Regions from separate parts of the Mus musculus genome. Here region 2 is linked to region 1. The links are chromatin contacts, called in public Hi-C maps. All regions are on one chromosome and are shown on one strand. The core of a region is the stretch at or near the end of the contact, and the rest is flanking DNA. Distances in the headings are between cores, read along the strand shown. Region 1 holds the start of Pard3 (par-3 family cell polarity regulator). Region 2 overlaps Pard3 (par-3 family cell polarity regulator).

Evidence for each region. Hi-C and Micro-C count contacts between places; a contact is called where the count stands out from the background.
Region 2: a contact with region 1 is called in a Hi-C map of embryonic stem cells, with 3 times the contacts expected there. The contact joins the enhancer-like site here to the promoter of Pard3 in region 1. A contact is called at or near these places in 2 of 484 Hi-C or Micro-C datasets (embryonic stem cells and liver) and 2 of 115 datasets of contacts at active chromatin or transcription factors (embryonic limb bud and pancreatic cancer cells).

Annotation. Positions count from the first base shown.
Region 1 is chr8:127,061,166-127,066,317 of GRCm38.p6, reverse strand. Pard3 (par-3 family cell polarity regulator) reads right to left here and starts at 2,262. Exons shown (of 25, transcript NM_001309391.1): 1 at 1,845-2,262. The coding sequence starts at 1,964.
Region 2 is chr8:127,434,149-127,439,315 of GRCm38.p6, reverse strand. The region is part of intron 20 of Pard3 (par-3 family cell polarity regulator); the gene reads right to left. LOC115486907 (a long non-coding RNA gene) reads left to right here. Exons shown (of 2, transcript XR_003947489.1): 2 at 4,073-4,444. Among named protein-coding and RNA genes, the nearest start is that of Gm9909, 18 kb to the left of the region's middle. Within about 2 kb of position 1,320, at least 18 of the 459 cell types and tissues checked have an H3K27ac peak or open chromatin away from gene starts, as enhancers often do. A contact at or near this core is called in embryonic stem cells, where this site is marked.

The DNA of each region.
Region 1 (5,152 bases), core at 1,013-3,512:
ATAGTGAAGAATAGTCCACACCTATCAGCAAGGGCCCTCAACTCTATCCTTCCAACATCCCAGGGACAACATTTCCCCACAGAAACACCACGGCTGTCCCCACCTGAGGGATCACAAGAATCTTGTCTCAGACTCTCACAACCTATTAAGAACAAAGAATCCTACATATCCCTTAGATGCCCAACACCCACAACACAATAAATACTTAATATGACTTGAAATAGTAAATGTTTCATTCCTATGGAAAAATTAATAATTCAGCCAGTCAAACAGTTACCTGTGTATTTCCCAACAGGCAACTTGACCATTGCCCAGGGTGTGCAAGATGAAAGAAACATGGCTAGCTTTACAAACAAAATCGGCAAAGCAAGAGGTCAACATGGTCATGCTCTCTGCTCTGGAAGTAGGCACACTTCTATATTCTACATATGTTACTGCCATTTTTCTTTTCTTTCACAACTAATGATGTTTGTCTGCAGAGTACAAAGACAACCTGGTTTTCCCTTACAATAGTAAATCACCAACTGTCAGTCAGAAATGATGCTTAAAACACTTAAGTGTGAAGTTACAGAGGATTTCCCCTCTTGTCAGCTTTACAAGATAAACAGGTGCCCAATTTCCACTAATGTTGTTTGATTTTTCAATGAGTTCGACCAACTGGAAGAACACTTACAGCTGTTGAACTCAGCATCTCCTATCCCTGTACCAGATTGCCAACCATCCCCCAAAGTCTCCTTAAAGGGGCAATCTTGTGTTATATTTTCCAACACAGACTAAAAACAAAACAAAACAAAACAACGGTGTAACCATTTTGCCCTTTCTTAATTTCAGCGAAAAATGGAGGGTGACCCACGAGCATTCAGCGACATATGCAGACAAAGCCACCTTCTCCTCTCGCTTGTTCTGAAGTCACAGAAGGCAGGCCACTGAACAGACAACAGACGGGGAAATACCAAAGGGAACACATTCCACTCTCATACAAAGGAAATATCCTCAGGTGCTAGAACGAAACTTCAGCGTGGGCTGTTGTCAAACACAGAGGGTAAAACAACCTACAAAACGCCCTTCCACTTCTGACCTATTATGGAGGAATGCGGTTTAATGGAGACAATGTTCTCCATGAGGAAAACAGAGAAATAGAGGCTACTTCGACCCCAGGCCCAGTGAAGCCCGGGCTCCTCACTGGAGCACATCCAGCTAGGTAGGGGTAGAGAGCCAGAGGGAGTTCTGACTCCAGGAGCGAGTCTAGGCTTAGGTGTTTTAAGGAGCCGAGCACCGGAGCCACTCCATCGCCCCCACCTTAGCCCATGAGCCTGGCCGACCCAAACACGGCTGCACGCGCGACTCGGAGATCCCGCAAGAACACAGAAGGTCCACGGCCCGGCTGCGGCTCCCGCGTGTACCAGATCGCTCAACTCTTCCCACACTCCCCAAAGTTCCGTGGGCAACCCTCCGGGACAGGCCTGCTCCGGGAGAGGCCTGGAGCTGGATTGCCAGGGCCCGCGGACGGTCGGGCAAAGGCGCCCCGCCAGGCAACGCCGCGCCTCCCGCGTGCCGCACTCTGCCTCGCCCCGTGCGGGCTCTGGGCACCCGGCCGTCCACTCCTAAGCCCGGAGGACCCAGACAGTGTCCAGGGACCGTGAGGGTGGCGATCGCGGCCCAGCCGGAGCGCGCCGAGAACTTTACGGCCGCGGGTCCGGGCCGGGGGCGCCGGCGAGGCCGTCGGCTGCGGCACTTTCCCTTTCCCCGCCTCCCGGTCTCCCTCCTCCGTCTCCAGGAAGCGCCATATTGATCCCCGCGCCTTTCCCCCGTCCGCTCCCCGCCGCGCGCCCCAGGCCACTCACCTTGGCCACGGCCTTCCGGTAGCGGGTCACCGCCTGCTGGATGAGGCTGAAAACTTTCATGCGGCCATCTCCGCACGGCACGACCACCCGGGTCCTCCCGAAGCACACGGTCACTTTCATGCCGCCGTCCCTCGCTGTCCGTGGCCGGAGCGGCGCTGGGCCGGGAGACTGTACGCAGGGCGCGGTGGGGCCGCTGCGCCGGCGCGCCGGCGGCTAGAGGCGCGAGCAGGCGGCCGCACAGAGCTGCCCGGCTACCATGTCCAGCCCGGCCGCCTTCGCCTGGCCTTGCCTGTCCCCGCCCGGGCGCCTGCAGCCTCCGGCCACCTGTTCGGCGTCTCGGCGTCTTGGCGCGCTCGGCGGCGGCCCGGGGCCGTGTGGCGCTCGCGCTCAGTCGGGACTCCGAGGAGGGGACGGCGAGGCAGGGAGGAGGAGCAGCGACGGGCTGGGCGCACAGCACCGCGCGCAGGCGGCAGGAGGAGGCGCAGGGCGGGGCGCCCCGAGGCCTCCGCCGCTGCCCGGCCGCTCGGTTCACCGCACGGCGAAGCGCGTCGCAGCCCGCGGCGCTGTGCTCGGGCCAGCGCGGGGCAGGGCGCGTCCTCCTCCAGCCCACTTGCCGTAGGCTGCAGTGGGAGGCCCACTCCGGGACGCCCCACCCACGCCCCCAGAGGGCTCCAGCGAGGTCCTCTTCCTTTCTTTGTGACTTTTAATCCCCTTCCTGGGAGAAAGCAGTTTAAGCTCGGAGACGCCTTTAGAGCCCGAGAGCCACCGAGTCGCGCTGGCGAAGATAGGAAGCTCCAGGTCAGGCAAAGCAGGGTTTCTATCCTAAGTGCCTGGCTCCGGTGCAAGGCCGGGCGGCGCTGTTCTGTAGCAGAGATTAATTGGCTGCTCCCGAGAGAGGTTGAAGACGCGTGGACGCCCTGGTACTTCCTCTTGAGGCCACTATTTACCTTAAAGTTTCTTGGTGACCCACTTGTTTAAATAAGCAGGACTTAACACCGCAGTTCAAATACATCTGTTTCTTGAAAATTCCTCAATCTAAGCAACCTAAAACCCTCTGAAAAAAAACACAGTACGAACGCTCGGAGGGAAGGCTGTTCTAGATAGGCTATTCCCTCGCTGCTAAGGCTGCCTCAAAACTCAGGCACTGACACACCCCCAACTCCACAGGGAGTGGGTGATAAGCAAACTCTAAGGTGTTTAATAACAAAGTGGACCAAGTCTAGAGAAGTGACTGAAGCTGCTTTCTGACTTACTTAGAAAATGTGATCCTTAAATAAATGTTGTCTTCAAAGAATGGCAAACTTCAAGAGAGTCGCTGTTGACCTGAGTTTGTCCCACACAATACAGTAAGTTCAGTTTGACAGTTAATTTGCATGATATTTTAAGCCTATTAAAACTCCTGTGGTCCCCAGAATTTGAGCATCTACAGCTGGTGCTGAGGGCTCTCCATCCATCCCTCCTTTCTTTTAAAAATAATAAGCAAAACAAAGAAATCCCTTGGCTTTTTAGACTCCTGCACAGTCTCCTTGGCCATGCGGCTCTAGGTCAGAGGAAACATCACATTTTCTCCCTTCTGACTGCTCTCAGTCCATCCGATGATCACTGGTCCCAGCAAATGTATCGTCCTTTCAGGGGTCCGTCAAGAATTCACCCTCCCAAAGTCCACAAGAGAACTCTTGCGTGCACATAGCCATGGGAAAGACTCTTATTATCTCTACATGGCTATATCTATCATTCAACTTGTCTACCAGTGCCTGTGCTGGTCGCACTATGTCGGTGAGTCCTGCTGAGGTTTTCTTGTTTGGGATCTTAGCAATACTTGTGTCCATGGGCCACCAAGATGGCTCAGCCTGCCAGGTGCCGACCACCAAGACTACCTGAATTCTAACCCCAGATCCTACATGGTGAGAAAAGAGAACAGCCCCCAACAATTTTCCACTGACCTTCACACACACACATACACACAGAGAGAAAGAGAGAGAGAGAGAGCCATTAAATAAAATATAAATAAAAACAACACTTGCACCCACAATAATTATGGGTAATTAAAGGTAGTGTTTCTGTTTTTGACACATGGGAGGAGTATAAAGTTGCTAGTGGACTTTGTCCAAAAAAACAAAAAGGCACTGATTTAGGTTAAGTTCTAGGTTTGAACAATAGTACTTTCAACTATGATGTTAACTCTCTCCCCAGCCTTGTCTTTGCCAGCTGAGGAAAGAAATTGGTGAGATGCATCTCATAAATTGTAAGGATCAAACAAAATTGTATATGAAAAATCTTAATGCTATATTATATATGCTATGTTATATGACATGTATGACATATTATATATATATGTATATATATATGTGTGTGTATATATAATATGTGTATATATATATATACACTAGTATGTGAGAGCCTGTAACATAGCAGAGTCTAGTGGCCATGGTATATAGTATGCTAACAAAGCCTGGGCAGGACATCAAATGATTGGAGAGCAGTAAGCAAAGATATCTCAAAGAAGCTGAAGATATAACTAGACAAGGACTGGAATATACTAAGTAGAATGCTTGTCTAATATGTTCAAACCCCTGAGTTTGATCTCTAGCACTCCATAAAAACTTCACATCTGTAACCCCAACACATAGCAAGTAATTTGCAGAAACATGGCAAGTTAAAGAACAGCCTGGACTACATAAGACCATGTACTGTTGTTAATAATAATAATAATAAAGATTAAGACTTTATCTGGCTAGCTGAATAGAAATATGATCATTAATCTTGTGCATCATAGTTGAAGATGCCCCAAGCTTTGATAAGCAACTAAAAAGATGTCAATCAAATGTCTTCTCTCTTAGAAGCATACCACCTCCCTCCCTAGTACAGCCATACACCATCAACTTGAGGTCCTGAAACATGGTAACATCTTAAGGTGGAATCATATACTAGCTTTCCCATAGCTCACCTGTATAGTTCTGTGACATCCTCATAGCTTTGCTGGTAAGCAGCCTCAGTACCTACAGATGGAACTGAATTCTCATGAATTAGGCACAGCCTTGGAGTCTTGAGATAGCTTACCATGCAGATCCTAAAAACAGCCAAATTGAGTGCTTGTATTGAGTTGTTTTTTTTTTTTTTTCTTTTAGATATAGTTTCTCAGGTCCCAGACTGGCCTTTAACTCATTATGTACTTAAAGACGATCCTGAACTTATGAATCTCTTCCTCTACCTCCAGAGTGCTGGATTACAAGCATGGGCCACCGTCCTTGGTTTAGGAAATGCTGGTGGTATAATCTGAGGCTTTATACATTCTGACCAAGCATTCT
Region 2 (5,167 bases), core at 71-2,570, 370 kb before region 1:
CAGAAACGAGCAATGAGTAGAAGGAATGACAGGAGGACAGGTGTTCGCAGTCCACTCAGCCCAGCCCATCTGTTACTATGGAGACCAAGAATATGATGTCATCTTTCTCTTCCTGAGATAAGGGGGGGTCCTGTAGTGTAGGGTGACTTTGACCTTCCTATCCTTCAGCCTTCATCCCCACCCCACCCCCGCCCTCCACTCCCAGTAATAGGTCTACATGTATGCTCAATCGATACAGTGTGGGCCCACAGAGCCACATCCCTGGATCCCCTTAGTTTTCTTTTGCAAAGACAGAAAATAGTTACATAAGGAGAGATAGAGAGCCTGGGGGTGGGGAGCAGTTAATCACAATATAAATATTATAAATATTATGGAAAGAGAGGGTAAGGAGGTGTGGCTGTCATCGCCCTGTCAAACCACACCTCATTTAGGAGTGCCTGAAGATTCTGAGCTGCAGGAGTGGGTTAGGTCCCAGCTGAGTTCACACAGCGGCAGCATGTGCATTACAGGTTGCCCTGCAGGAGACTGTAACAGCTCCAGAGCACCCCCTGTTGTCAAGGCACATGTGTGCCTGCATGTGTGAATTGCCATCCAGGGAGAAAAATACCTGATGCTGACATAAGCCGCAGTGGCTGCTCACACCCTTTGAGGGTGCTTGGCTTGAGGGAAGGATCCTACCTCATTTTCTGAATCTGATGCTTTGAATCTTAGCAACACCCTCATGTGGCAACTGTAGCATTACATCATGCTTGAATCCATCACCACTGGAGCATACAGCCTAAGACCTGGGTGCTATGAATAGCCCAACATGTGGGAATGCACATGGCTTAGATACCTTCTGTGCAAGGCTGGACACAGAAGAAAACATCTATCATAACATGTAACAGACATGCAACATGTTACATAAAGTGGAAATACCCTGTAGGATATCTGCTTAGTGCCAGGACACACATGTGCAAGGCAGATGTGAACAATGGGATGCTCTTCCAAAGGTGGCACTGGCATTGCCACAAATGCATGGTTCCTTCAGACAAGAGTGTCTCGATTACCCGTCTACTGCTTACTACACTGGTCTGGGTTGCTCAATACTTGCTGCCACTGTCTAGGTTTAAAAGAAGTTGACCCGTATGAGAAAGGACAAGGGTGTAGGTTTCTAGGAAGTAGCTAGGAACACTGGCCAGAGAACGAGATACATGAAAAAGGGAATTTTGGAAAGCCAGCTAAAGGAAGGTGCTCCCAAGGCCATCATCCTGAGGTCAAGGAGTGCCAGGTGATACAGATCAGCTCAGGAATGCAGTAGGGAGTGCCATCTTGCTTAGTGTGGTTCTGATGCTAGTGACTGAATTCTGCCAGCACCTGGATCTGCAAAGTCCTGCTTAGAAGGCTACCCTTTATGGCTTAGGGTGTAAAACTCCACTTACAGTTAATGATCCAGGAACCAGGGGTATGTTTATACTGGCTTCTGGGGGAATGTTTGATGGCTGCTCTGAGGAGAGGCTGTTCAGAGGTCAGGCACTCTGAACAGTCCCAGAGAACTGGGTAGAGCTGCCCCAAAGGCTGTAGAAGAAACCGTAAGCACAAAGGTGGAAGTCGAGAAAGGAGTTATGCTCAGTTAACTTCTGTTAGAATTCCTGGGTACTGTGTACCAGTCGGCCAAGGCTTCACCCTTGTCCTTCCTCAAGGCAGGTGAAGAATCTAACATTCTCTGCCATTGTCAACTTTAACCCAAGGAAGCAGTTACTCATAGGCACCAGCCAGTGGAAAGGAGAAAAGAGACACTGTAACAAGAAGTGTGGCAGGAAGTGTCAATGTAGCTGAGTGCAGTTTGCAGTTTTAGATCCACCACCCTGTAAAGCAAAAATACCACAGATTTAACAGTGAAGCCATCTGTGTGTGTGTGTGTGTGTGTGTGTGTGTGTGTGTGTGTGTGTAGGTGGGAAGGATATTCAGGTAGGGGGTTAGAAAGATAGAAAGAAGAGGTTCTGGTGCTAGGTGATGTCAGAGAGGAAGAGGCCAGTAATAGATGGCCTTCAGGGATGTAGAAGAGGAAAGATTAGCATCACAGATCAGGTGATGCTCTGGGGTTGGGGGTGGGGAACAGGGTGATGTGGAAAGCCAGAGTGTTTGCTGATGGACTTACTACAGTTTCTAGCTTCCACCTGTAATGGGCATTGTTCAAACCAGCAAGGGTACATGCTGCAGGCATGGGCCAAAAGATCAAAAATACTCAGGCCTTCTACTTCCACTCCCCAGTCAACTCCAAAAGTTGCCCCATAGATACCTTCTTGCAGCCTCCATTTTTGACTCTAGTCATTGACAAGCTGCCTTCTGTGGCCACAGTGGGACCCACACAAGATGTGAATCCTCAGGTTAATAGACTGGGGCTAGAACAAGGTTCTACATATTCACAAGCCTACTGTTTGATATAAGGACTGCTATTAAGAGTTGTCCCAACGCTTTGGAGCTAATCAAGAGAAGAAGAGAGCCATGCAAAGGGAAGAGGCAGATATACAGCTCTGGGGGCAAACAGAGACCAGAGTCTTGCAGCCACCAGCCCATACCCAAGCATAAATGTCAAAGAGAGTACTGCCCATCCAGAGCTCAAAGCAGGTGCCTCAATTAAAGGTATAAACTTGGGAGTCCTCTCCTTAGCCTGGGAACCTGAAGGCTCTGTTCCAGATAACATCTACTCTCTATGCTACTGAAAATGAGGAAGAAAACAGAATAGAGAAGGGAAGAAAGGGGCTGGAGAGATGGCTCAGCCCTTAAAGGCGAGTCTCAAAACCAAAAATGTAAGAGAAGGGGAGAGAGGACAGGTCCTGCAGAACCCCAGCACTAGAGGACTAGATGGCACAGGATTAGGCAGTAAAGCGAACAGAGCAGACAGCAAGCCCATGGGCCCAGCATAGGCTTGGAAGAGTGAAAGCATCAGAATGGAGACTGCTGGAGAGCTTTGCAGAGCAGGACCAGAGGGAGACTTAGTGAAAGGGTTCAAGGGAAAAGGGGAATGGTTCAAAATATGGTTCATTCAGGAGGATGCCTGACATGCACAAGGCTCTGGCTCAGCTCCCAGCACCACATAAACGGGGTGTGGTGGTACACACCCATCACCCCAGCACTCAGGAGGTGCTGCAGGAAGATCAGATATTCAAGGTCACTCTTGTTGACTACACAGGAAGGAAGTTAGAGTCTAGCCTGATCTACATAAGACCGGCAGGGGCGTGTATGAAAATGGAGACAGCAAAGAGTTTGCTGTGACGAGAAGGAAAAAGAAGGCGTTGGAGGGGAGGTAGAGCTGAGGGATTCTTCTCCATGATAGAGGATGGTCGTAGGATACAGGACAGTGTGGGTAATCAGCCGGGGAAGATGCAGGGTGAAGAAGGAAACATTAGTTACAGGGCCTGGAGGAGGCCATCAAGGGCCTGAGTGGCTCCAAAACCCTCCACACCACTGAAAGCATGTGCAGGACCCCAGAACACCACAAAACTCAAGCGTGAAGGCCAAGAGCAGGTCTCACAGCTGTTCAACTACGAGGGGAAACTCAACCTTCTGTTTCTAAATAAGCAATTATTAAACATACACCAGAAGAAAGCCATAAGCTACCCAGTTATGTAGGACATCGGGGCTTCCAGACACTTCCTTAAAAGTCCCTTGAGAAGACTAAACAATTACTTTGTATATTAATCTGTGGCTTGATAGATAAAAACACATTTTGGAATAAGGTCTGCTTGATCTATCACATTAAATGTAAAAGATACAGAGCCTCCAATGGCACAGATAAAAGCGCCACACTGATGGGGAAGCTGCAGAGCCTGTCTCTAGTACATCTTTCAGCGGTGTGATAGCATTTATTTACCCTGCATTATTAGAAAGTGAATAGTCACTAGCCTTCAATTTTCACGTCAATTGCAGGGAAAAGATTCCATTTTCTACAGAGTCTAGGATAGAAATTGACTTAGCAGCTCGGAACTGTCAAAAAAAAAATCCTTTTAAAAACTGGTTTGCTTTATAGAGAGGACAAAGCAGGTGTCGTCTTCCTCACGTGGACATTTATATTCACCCCACACTGTAGGTCTGCATAGGACAGTGGCTGCCAGCTCCGGATCACCTCACCTCTACATGCAGGCAGCTGTGGAGCCATCTGCCCCATGGGTGTTAGAGGACTCCATTTCAATGTTCTAATAAGAAGGACACTTGGAAAATACAGATCAGTCACCATTGCTAACAGGTCAATCTGATACTGAGTTTCCAGGGTTAAGAAACAGAAAACCCTACTCTGGATTGAATTAAAAGCGGCATATACATACTACATTGCCCTTGGGATTTGCAGATTCAGAACTTAGTTTGACAAAACCTATCAGGTTTGGGCAATTATGAAAGCAGGTTATTCTCTGTCATGGGGACGATAAAAACAAATGAGCAATAAAAAGACAAGAATGAAAAATGTTTCTCTTCTCGTTCTTTCTTTCCATGTTAAGGTGTCACTGTGTTTTGTTTACAGGGGCAGTTCTGTTTTGTTTTGTATTTTATCTTTTGAGACAGGGTCTCATGTATCTCAGGCTAGTTTTGAACTCACTACTACGGAGGCAAGGTTGACCTGCTCTTCTTGCCTGTAATACCTGAATCCTGGAATTACAAACATGCACCACCATACACAGTGTATGAAGTGCTAGGGATCACACCCAGGGTCTTGTGTATACCGGGTAGACAATCTATCAACTTAGCCAACACCCTAGCTCTGTATTTTCGTGTTTTAACTTCAGTCCTTAAATCTCAAGAAGAATACACAAGTCACCATCTAATTTCATCAGTGTGAAACTGGCCCCTTTAATATACCTGGCAATTAGACCTGTGCCCTAAAACTCCAGGCATTACTAGTTTTTCAAAGGGTCTTCCAGGGTGAGTTGGGGGAGGTACATCCCCATAGAAGCAGTGAGGAATTAGGACCTTTCCCATCCAGACTGACTCCAGGTAAGACTTTTCTGAAGGAGTTCCATCTTCATGCCCATGTCTTATCAGTACATACAGCTCTAACATCTCAGTAGACTTCCAGGAGCATGAATGATGGAGAGATGTAGAGTTACAGCTTCTTACAGGGCAGCCAGTTTCTCCCTAAGCAGAGGACAGTTGTGCTTCACCACATGGACACAGAACACTGGGCCTTGCG